2 separate regions of the Cricetulus griseus genome follow, and region 1 is linked to region 2. A link is a contact called in public Micro-C data. All regions are on one chromosome and are shown on one strand. The core of a region is the stretch at or near the end of the contact, and the rest is flanking DNA. Distances in the headings are between cores, read along the strand shown. Region 1 holds the start of LOC113835651 (histone H1-like protein HC2). Region 2 has its middle 84 kb from the start of Mir802.

What was found. A called contact is a pair of places that touch in the nucleus more often than the background predicts.
Region 1: a Micro-C map of the CHO-K1 cell line shows a contact between it and region 2, with 2.7 times the contacts expected there. The contact joins the promoter of LOC113835651 here to the enhancer-like site in region 2. A contact is called at or near these places in 2 of 8 Hi-C or Micro-C datasets (the CHO-K1 cell line and liver).

What each region holds. Positions count from the first base shown.
Region 1 is chr4:5,214,637-5,220,311 of CriGri-PICRH-1.0, forward strand. LOC113835651 (histone H1-like protein HC2) reads right to left here and starts at 4,165. Exons shown (of 2, transcript XM_027415752.1): 1 at 4,152-4,165. The coding sequence starts at 4,165.
Region 2 is chr4:4,331,032-4,336,630 of CriGri-PICRH-1.0, forward strand. No RefSeq gene overlaps it. Among named protein-coding and RNA genes, the nearest start is that of Mir802, 84 kb to the right of the region's middle. Within about 2 kb of position 3,735, at least 2 of the 6 cell types and tissues checked have open chromatin away from gene starts, as enhancers often do. A contact at or near this core is called in the CHO-K1 cell line, where this site is marked.

The DNA of each region.
Region 1 (5,675 bases), core at 2,915-5,414, 880 kb after region 2:
CAGTGAGGACTACATAAGGAGACCCTATCTCAACCCCAACCCTGAAAAGCAATTAGTGAGAAGGGAATAAAGGGGAAGGAAACAAATAGAAATCCAAGTGACAAAGTGTGTGGGACCTTAAGCAACTGACTTTATAATAATAAAAATACAAACAAAACGGCTGGAATTGAAGAGCTAAAAATACCACATGGCTGGCAAGGGTATGGGGCAACTGCACGTCTCAAGCGCCTCTGGTACGTAAGTTGATACAGCCACTCAGAAAAATATTTGGAAGTTTCTACCATGGCTAAATATACAGAGTGAGCCACGCCTCCTTCCATCCCTGGGAGATGAGTGCCTATATCCCCCTTCAAGCATGGCAAAATCAACTGGAAACCATCAAGGTTCCCCCCTCACATAGAAGAAGGAGGAAGAGAACAGTGGGTGGCGAGTGAGCGGTAACAGACCCAATGAGAAGGCTTCTGTGTGGATGAACCTGTCAGACATGGAGTGGAGTGTGAGAAGGCAGGCTCAAGCTGGGCCCTGATGGCGCACGCCTTTAAATCCCAGCACCAAGGAAGCAGAAGCAGACAGATCGCTGAGTGTGAGGCCAGCGGGATCTACAGAGAGAGTTCCAGAACAGCCAGGGCTACACAGAGAAACCCTGTCTCCAACAATTGGTGGGGGCGGGGGGGGGGGGGGGGGGAGCCAGACACAGCATAGATACTGGGTGTTCCCAGTTATATGAGGTCATGGATGGGCAAAACTGTTAAGAGGGCAAGTGGGGGAGTTAACTAGGAGAGACTAACAAAGAACTTTCTGGAAGAGTTGTATACTTGAGTCAGGGTGGTAGTTATATGGATATTTCTATACATTAAAATTCACTGGGTGGTAAACTTACAAATGTATTCACTTTATATGATTTAAATCCAATAAAACGTAAATTTATGACTATAGTTCCAGCACTTAAGAGAGTGACACAGGAGGTCTTTCTGTAGTACATAGCAAAACCTTATGTCCCCAAAAATAGAGTAAACAATTTTTTTTTAATTTTAAAACTATCAAACCAGTAGTGAAATGTCATTTTATCCCACAATAACAGGAAAATAATCTGTAAATATACTTGAGTGTTACACTTATTTGGGGCAGGTGGGAGACATTTAGAATAATATTCCAAAAGAGTAATCCTAAAAACTCAAACAATGCCTGTGCCTCACACCCACTCTTCCATGTACAGAAACTTATCCTGTGAAAAGCGCCAACAGATGCCCAAAACACTTTTACAAAGATCTCGAACTCCTTGTCTCGTAGAACAGTAAAGAAATTTGGAACACACAGGACTGATCAAAAGACTGTGAGACAGAGTACGTTAGAAACCCATTAAAAATAAGGCAAGAGGAGTTGGAGAGACGGCTCAGTGGTTAAGAGCATTGGCGACTCTTGCAGAGGAACGATGTGGCTGCTCACAACTGTCTGCAAATCCAGGTCCAGGGAATCCAATATCCCTTTTCTAGCCTCTTCAGGCATCAGACATGTACATGGTGCACAGACACACACAAGCAACACACACACACGCACACGCACATGCACACGCACACGCACACACACTAAAATAATCACAAACTTTCAAAGTTAGAAAAAAATAGTAGCCTGGGGAATAGCAAACAATAATAAAACAGAATGCTCTTATGACTGTATCTTCATGAAGGAGAATATAGACATATGGATGGACAGAGGGGCTAGGTAGCTGATAGATTCTGAAGAGTGTCAGCTAACACTAACCGTTCTCTCTTTGAGTTGCAGATCATGGATGACATCTTTGTTTTCTATTGAAAGATAACTGAGCCTGGATGCTGTTTAAAGTAGGGGAATATGTTTAGGTATTTAGACCATGGTTTTGAAGGCTGGAAATGTAAGGCTGAGTGGCCTCATCTGTTTGGACTGTGGTAAAGGCCTGAGACAGCAGTGTATGTGGAAGAAGCCACCAGGTGACACCAGAATCATGGGATAGATGGATTACTTAGGGACGGGAGAGCACAAAAGAGGTAACATCACTCCATGCCACCCCTGAGCCTGGGAAACCCCAGACTCCCGTTATTCTGCCACTGTTAACTACACTGCTACCAAGCCCATAAGGGAGTCCGCACCCTGCCCAGCTGTGTGAGGAATTTGCCTCCTTCTCCTCCTCCTCCTCATCCCCCTCCTCCTTCTCTTCCTCCTCCATCTCTCTGTAAGTGTGGGTGGGAAACATGCTGAAGGCAAAGAGCACTGCACTTGGTGTTTGGGGGACTTTCAAGTAAATGTTTAAATCAAGGTCTTGTCCCTGAGATCATGATAGCCCAGCCCAGGGGGCTGGGCCCATGAGCTCCCTATGTGCTCTAAAGGAGAGGGACCCATCCATATGTCTGAGGCTGGGCAATGGAGATAGAAACTGTATGCTGGGTTGGTGATGTGATTGCCAGTATGAAGACCTGAGTTTGATCACCAGAACTCATGTTTTCAGAAGTTGGGTTGGAGGCATGCACTGGAGAGACAGAGAGGCAGGTACCTAGCCCACAGGGAAAGTTCCAGGCCAATGAAAAACCAATCTCAAAACCAAAAAGGTGGGTGGCACTTGAAGAACAATAGCCAAGGTTGTCCTCTGGCCTGCATACATGAACACACACACACACACACACACACACACACACACACACACACACACACACACCTCACATGTCCTGATTGTAAAAGAGGGAGATGTCCTAGTGACTGGGGCCCAGTCTGGTTTTTCTCTTCTCCCTGAAAACCTTTTTCAGGGAGTCTAGACTCCTGACTTTCTTCAGTGGCCCCTTTGGCTCTAGGTTCTTAGATGCTCAGGAAGGAGATTTAATTATGTCTCTAAGAATTACCCCACCCAGAGCACAGCATCACCAAAGCCTGGCTTTACCTTGATATTTTCCTTCTTTTTTCCATGGTAGACATCATACCACAGGAGTTAATATTTACTGCTAGGAACATCTGCTCAGATCATAGGCTGGACCACCACCTGGAGTTTCCGGCCTTCAGTGTTTTGCCTGTTTAACCATCCCCATCCCAATAATGAAGGAGCCACTGACACTGGGCTCTTAGACAGGTACCTGGTCCCGCCTGGTCCACACCCCCACCCCACTCCATCCTGTCTCCTACTCTTACCACCTGTACCCATTCTTCCCACACTCTCAGGCTTCTGGAGGGACTTGAAGACTATACAAGAGGGAGAATTCTTTGTAACCTAAGACATTTACCCTGTGTTTGACGTGTTCTCTTTGTTATCTGTGTCTTGATTCCATTTGCCATGGAACTCCTCACCTCCTCATGTCCTTTATTCTCCAAGAAAAAAAAATGTGCTGTAGTTGCCAACCACTGTCCAGCACAGTCCTCAAAGCAGAACAACCGCCATCTTCCTCAGAGGTGTGTCTGCTTGTAAGAGACCATCCCTGTCTCTTACAATGTTCCATCGAGGAGGGGGGGGGGAGCAGGCTCTTCATCTGAGAGTCCAGACACTCCATCCAGCCATCCGTAGGCACTTCAGCCCTAGCTGTATGTGATCTCTCAAGAGCTACCAGAGTATGCAAGCTGGAGAATATTAACTGAGGGGTCTACCTCATCCATACAGAGTGAAGACTGCCCAGCGCGACTAACAAACCCCTCACCAATGCTCTATCAGTAATCCCAGTAAACTCATAGATTCCCCAGGTTGAATTTGGTAAATTGTACTTGAGTTCGTTATTGGAGCCTTATAAGGAGGGAGTGGACATTGTTTACACTTCCCAAGAAAAAGCATTTTCCCTACAGTTGGTGCCTGCTTGGAGGTCCTACCTGGTCAGTGACCAATGCCTGAGCTACAGAGGCTACTGAATACCCATTTCACTTTGGCTTCACCACCTTGGGGACCTGTGACAGAGTTAGAGCCTGTGTGAAGGGCACATGTAGGGATGATAGAATTAGTTGTTGGCCCTGGAGAAAGGGTATGGCTTGAGATCAAAGAAATTTTGCTAAGGGATTCCTCCTAGGAGACATCCCTTAGTCTCCCGCTGTGGGGTGGAGTGGAGGTAGGGGTGTCTGCTTGCAGGCAAAGGTCACCAGGGTGAATGCAATACCTTGAAAAGATGCTCCTGGGCTGGAAGCCACTGAATTCTCCACTTACTTACCGGGTACTTTTCATCTTCAAAGCCCTATGCCTCAATTAAGCAATTAATAGGTCTGGTCATGTCCACAGCGCTCCAAAAATAAGGCTGGTGGGGCTTTGCTTTTCCTCCAGGAGACACGCTTCCTCGAGGAGCCCAGGGAAGCCCAGAGAAGATAGCCAGGGTCCTACCCCTCAGACCTCCACTTTAGACCAGTTTAAACTGGGCAAGGAGGTAGAGGAAACACACACAGGTTGTGGTCTGCTGCCCCCTGGAGGGTGTCCTGATAACAGCAAGCAAGTGGACCCACATAAACAATGCCTCCAGTGATAGGAAGAAAACAGCTGTTTTTGTCTGCGAAGAAGTCTCTGGCCGGCCAGAGCCTTTTTAAAATGGAGAAAATACTAACCCAGAACACAATAACTCGCCTCTCTTCTCAGTCACAGCCTAGACAGACGGTGTTGATATTTTGTTAACAAGTTCCTTGGGCCTTCAGAGTAAAATGAGAGGACTCCTGAATTAATGGGTGAAAACTCCCCTTCATACATCAGAGGAGGAAAGGAAGGTAATTGCCCTCAATATTTATTTTTGATTTGGAAAAATACAAAGCAAGAGTCTTTGAAGAAGTCAAGATCTGATTATAATTCTAGGCTCTGTGCCAGTGGGATAAATTGTCTGACAGATTTTCCCAGCATTATCGACTCCCTTTGCATCTGACGCCAATGGCCCAGCATGGTACAAAGGGCTCAGGACAGGGTGTCATTCCTGCATCACTGGTGATAGCCTGGTCAACCCCAGCATTGGCATCTATGACCTGTGAGTGTTCAACTCTGAGGTCTTGCCTGCTCTCTGTGTCCTCATGATTTAGTGTCCCAGGCTGGCATGTCTAGGACTTCTTGACTTAGACAAATAAACAAATGAATAAGCAAACAAATATTTAAAGAGGACACACACTCAAGATGTACACACACACTTCAGGCTGTATGTACTCTCTTCGTTGGACTTTAAGATGGACAGAACTTTCTGCTAGCCCAGCCTGGAGTCACGGTGAACCAAAGGGAGTCCATCTGCAGTAGATCCCTGGACTGAGAGTCAGTCAACAGTATTCCAAGAGAGGTGGGGAAACAGCCAAGAGGCAGGCACGCTGGCTCAGTTGGCTAAGCCAGAGCTGGTGGAAGGATGCAAGTGGTTATGACCGAGGCTGTGGTGTGAGCCAAACGTGGGTGCTGGAGCCCTGCCCCTGCTCCCCAGGGAGCTCAGGTTAGTGGGCATTTAGGGCTAGGACAGTACAAGATGATGCAGAAGGGGTCGGGACTCAGCAATGAGAGCACCACTACTAATTGCCCTGTGAGTCGGTGGATATTGGCTCAGCCACACTGCCAAGCAAAGAAGGGTGGCTCCCGATACAGACGGATGATATTGCCCTGAGCGCAGATTTGTTTTCAGTTGACACCCAGAGTGACCCAAACACTCTCCCAGAAAGCCCAGTTTTAAGAAGGTATGACAGGCCATCATGGAAGAGGCTTGTCCAAAGCCATTGGGCCAGGC
Region 2 (5,599 bases), core at 2,485-4,984:
AAACAGAGCGGTTTTATTTTTGAGAAACTCAATTCCCCCTTAGATGTAGCAGATTTTGAATGATGTCCTGAGGCGATTTTCCATCTGCCTTGCTCACTCCAGATTGTCGCACAGGTAAAGTGCATCTCTTCCTCGCCTGTGTGTGGTTTTCATTAGCTGGGTGTGTGTCTGGAATGCGGGCTTGTTGGCCTTCTGCCGGGATCCTTCTGATGGTGGAGAGAAAGGTCCATAGATGAGGCCCTGGATGCTCCCAGACTGGGTTTCTGGTGCCAGGGATCCCGAGACTGGAAGCATCCCAGAGGGGTCAGAACTTCTCCACGCATGGCCGGAAGCCTGCTTCGCTTCACAGCAACTTCAAGTCTGAATGGTTTGTTTTCTAACTGCTTCTCTAAGTCAATTCACTGCTGAAGACGTGTTCTCTCTCAGCTCTCAGCAGCAAAGGCGTTGTTCATTTTCCCCTCATCTCTCTATCAGCCCTGTTTGAAGGGAAAGCCAGAGCAGCCTGGGCTTCCTAAATGATGCTGAGAATAATTCTCCTTCAGTAGGCATCTCAGCCCAGGTCTGCGTAGGGGATGGAGGTGTTAGGAAACACGTTTCTCACCCTCTCCACAGAGCCTCCTTTTGTCTGTGTTACCTGTGTGTATCATCTGTCTCTCTGTCTCTACCTATCTGTCTGTCAGTCTGTCTATTATCATCCTCTATCTTATCACCTATCATCTATCTATCTATGTATCTATCTGTATCTATTATCCATCCATGTTTACGAGAGAGAGAGAGAGAGAGAGAGAGAGAGAGAGAGAGAGAGAGAGAGAGAATTATGAGAAGGCACCTAGCACAATTGGCTCACTCACTCAGGGAGGCCGGGAGATGCCATAACACACAGGTAGAGAAGCAGGGAAGTCATTTGTGTGGCACAATGTGAGTTGATGGTGTAACTGTCAGCCTGGCGCTGTGAGCCCTTGATCCTTGGGGCCACTGGTGTGAGTCCTGGAGTTCGAAGTCTGCAGAAACTGACCCAGGGCAGAACACAGCCTGAACTGCACTTTCCCCACCTTTTATTGCCATTTGGAACCCAAGTGACTGGATGGTGTCTATCCACATGAACTCAGTCTGCAGACTCAGAGAGAGCTTCATCTCTCCACAGACACTGTGGGCAGCTCACTGATTCCCAGCAGACAACAGGTCACCTGGGCCTTCCTTCAGCACAGGCTCAGAGCCCGCCCACAAAACCAGGACGGGGCTATAGACCAGTGGTAGAGCTCTTTGCCTAGTAAGCCCAAGGACCTAGCACTGCTGGAAAATGAAGATGAATTCAGTCTTTATCATTGTCAGACTCCCTGGATCCAGCTAAGCTGATAATCTAGGCCTTCATAACGCTATTCCCAGCTTAAAATACCCCATCTGAAAGCCTAAGATAGTAAGTGTAATTGTTTGATTCTTCATAGGAGGATATATATATACATATATATATATATGTATATATATATCATAGTATATGCATTTATGCAGTAGAATGTATACTGTATGATATGTATGTATATACCATATACACAGTAGGTGTATTTAAAACTCAACCAATCGACCTGTTCTGGGTATTTTGTATGAATGGAACACTCCACAATCTAGTTGTATCCTTCTTCCTTCACTTAGCATTGCCTCATCCACCTGTCAGTCATACCCAAGCAAGTTTCCCTCCACCTCTCGTGTTCATCTGAGCTCAGTAGATCTTGGAAGGAAGTGAATCTCACAAAAACGGGTTTCTAAATCTCCAGCGCCTTCCACCAGTGAGGGGTCCAGAGGTCTCCTGGGGTAACAGTGGGAGCAGTGGTATCCTAAAGACTCAGGTGGGAAAAGAGTGGTTAGTCAGGACATGCTTTTAGTGTATAGCTGCACTAAATTTGCTATAAGCACACACACACATCAATGGTTTGCTATGGCTTTCCCTTTTACAGTTGTCTTCATTTACTAAGGTTATCATTCCCATTGCTTTGCTGGTTGTATCATTTCCATTCTTTACCATGCTGTATTTTATGACCATCTTTTGAAAGTGAGGGAATTTCTCCAGGAACTAGAACACTGAGCAGCTCCTAGGCCGTCCCAGAAGTACTGTGGCAGCAATTCTATGTTGACACTAGGTGGCGCTCATGTGCTACTGCAAGAGGCTCTAATGCGCAAAAGTGTTTGGCAAACGAAATTGCCTTCCTTGTGTGTAAGCTCAGAGACTGGTCCCGTGAGCGGCATGTGCCTCTTGGGATATAGATTATTTCAGCCCCCTTCTCTTTCTTTAACTATTTTTTTTAAAGTGCTGTTTTTGTTTGTTGTTTGTTTTTTTTTTTTTTTTTTTTTTTTTTTTTTTTTGACTTTGGCCTCCTGGCTAAGCAAAAGCTCTAGGGTTAGGTCAAGTGCAAATACTATTTCTTCATTGGCTGCTCCATGGCTTTGGGTAAGTCACTTAGCTTCAGTTTTCACAGCCATAACACAAGATCAATAGTGTACTCCAGTCTAGTAGGGTGGCTGTGAGAGTGAGTATCTGTGTTCAAACACAAAGTGTCCTGTGAGTAGCTCTGTGTTCAAACACAAAGTGTCATGTGTTCGCTGTTTTGTTACTTGTTACGGCTTCCCAGATCTCCTAGATGCCAGTTCAAGGACCTGCATTACCCAAGCTGCCCAAGGATCTTTGCGCTCTCGATACAGAGTTTCTGCTTCTGCCCTTTTGGTGTGCACTCAGGGACGGGATGCTGGCGGGGCAGGGGTGGGTTGATTGTTGATCTGGAGACTTCCCAGGCTCTGCTCTTCATAGTACTGCTTTCCGGTATTTAGTGGTAGCCACAGACGAATGCGAGCTGCCTCATCCTCCACCAGACAGTGGATGGTGGCAGAGCTGCCGAACCCTGTGGCTTTGATGAAAAGTGGTGCGCAGACAACTGGTTCCTCAGTGGCTATGGCTAGGTGTTCCATGTTTTCCAGGGCCCACCAGCATGCTGGGGGCCTTTCTTTTTAATGCTCTATAGTTGTTTGACACAACTTTGCAGTTTCTATAATCTTCCACCAGCCCACCCACTCCCCACATTTGCTTCTCTCATGCCTATTGATTTTAGAAAGAAAGGAAGCACTGTCTCTGTCTGTGTTTGTTTGAACATACATGTGTGGGAAATCGCCTGCAGTCCTCTGGGTAGCACCAGGGCCCCTCATCCTTTCCTCTCCCACTCTGCTGCACCAGAATCACGTTTCTTGGTTGTGGAATCCTAAACTCCTAAACTCCGCAGTTCTTGCTTTGGTTTCACTGGGATTCTTTCCTGATCATGAGGGCTGCTGAGTCAGAAGGCCCAGGAGCCTGGGACTTTGGTAGAACCTATCTAACTTTTTGTCTCCCGCCCAAACTGCATCCTTTGTATTGCTGGTTATAGGGTATGAAACGTGTTCCCTCCTGGGAAGTAATATTTCTCAGACCCCAAAGGAATTGACTAGGTGTGGCACGTTCTCTGTTTAGGAGGGATAAGACACAGGAATTTGTTTTTTTCCTTGGCTAGGTTGCCCTGGAATGCCCCAGATCTAGACCTTTGCCAGTGATAGGCTGGACTCAAATCCCCGGTGACATTACTTCCCACTCTGTAAATTGCAAGAGTTCGACTTCCGAGGCCCCTAGCATTTTTCCACTTCTTACTCCTCAGGCCTGACTCACAGGATGTTGTCACCAGGCTGACATCCTTCAGTGGTCCAGCTGGGCCTTGTCTCCTCAGACTGTATTATGACAGAGAGGGGAGTGCTGGCAGGGCCCTGGGTCAACACTGTAAGGGAATACTATTGTCTCTTTTGGGCAAACATGGTTGGTCCCTGAGCCTTGTGTTTTGGCAGAGATGAAAAGAACTCACTTTGCAGATCAAAGGCTGCACACCAGGTACCTGAGCCTGTGATTTAGTGATGATTCAGCACCTGGCAGGAGGCCTCCCAGCAGCTGGCAGTCTGGGGTGGACAGTTTAGGATCCCCCAGCGCCCATCTGCTCTCTACAGGGAGTGCCTTGCTTAATCAGGAAGTGACTCCATAGGGACTGCATGTCTGCAGCCTTGATGCCAGGAATTATTCCAAGCTTTAAGTCCCAGTCACTGCCCTCACCCCTGGCCCAGGCTGGGAGATTGTTATGGGCTAGGAGCACTCTCTGAAATCTCACTGATGGGTCCCAGTGTGGGTGTTTGCCACTAACAAATACGCATATTGCTACCAAACAGACAATTGGAAGCAGGTGGGGTATTTAACTGTGAACCGAGCAGGCGCCAGGCCTGGTCTTGGATGCCAGTGTTGACCAAGGAGGCGCTGGCATGGTTTGAAGACAATATGTCAGGTTTCTAGAGCTGGTGCCAATCATTTTGAGTCTGAAAACTTATTTAGGTCTAGAAATTGGACTAAGGACCTTCAAAATGTGACTCTTATTTATAGAGTCTTTAAAAAGATAATTACATTCAAGTGAGGCCATTAGGGTAGACCCTTATGTGACATGAACATTATCTTTAGAAGAGACTACAGCACAGACACACAGAGATGGACATGTGACAGGGAAACCATGACACCTGGAAACCAAGGAGATTGTAATAGGTCTTAAGGGGAACCAGCCCTACTGACAACTTGTGAGATGGTTAATTTTGTGCCCATTTAATTGGATTAAGGCATGAGCATGTAGCTTGTAAAACCTTTCAAGCTATGTCTGTGGGAGGGCAGCAGAGAATAGCTCACATCAATTCCCACAGGCACCACCGAGTCCACTGAGGGTCAGACAGATGAAATGTGGGAGAAATGGTGAATTCATCCCAGATGTCTGTGACAGGGACATCTGCCTTCGACTGCTTCTCTCAGACATCGGATCTTCTGTATCTTGAGTCTTTGCACTGTAGACTGTATTGCAGCAGCCAACTCCAGTCCACCACCACGTGGTTCTCAGCCCTTCAGCCTTGGTTTGAATTATGCTATATGCTTTTCTGGGTCTCAAGTCTGTAGGCAGCTGGCTTGTGTAGCTAGTCTTCATAGCTAAGCTTGTGCACATCTCTCTATGTAGACTCTACCTAGTAGAGAACCCTGGTCAACACACTTGACCTTCGGCTTGTAGCCTTCAGGACCATGGGATGATTAAATTACTTAGTTTGTTATTTCATTATGGCAACACATGGCCTGTTAGCCCAGATGATGTCACCCTGCCAACATTCTTTTCTGGTGTGTCTTAGTCTGTTTTGTGCTCCTATCACAGAAAACCTGAGACTGTTTGGTTTATAAAGAATAGAGGTATTTTCATATCCCCAGAGGTTGAGGTGTCTAAGATCAGGGGCTTACATCTGATGAGGGGTCTTTGTACTTCATTATCTCATGGGGAAAGATTAAAGAGGAAGAGAGTGAGCTTGAGTGAGAAGAGATGGCTGAGCCCTCTTTCATTGCAAGCCTACTTCCTTCATGAAGGTCCCACCCCTATGAGGGTGTCATTATCATACACATGAAGGCAGAGGCCTGGGACAAATACCTTCAGCTGGTCAACTTCCTGATGCTGTTGTCTGAAGGATTAAGTCTCTAGAACAGGAACTCTAGGCGATGCCTTCAAACCACGGCAGTGGGCCC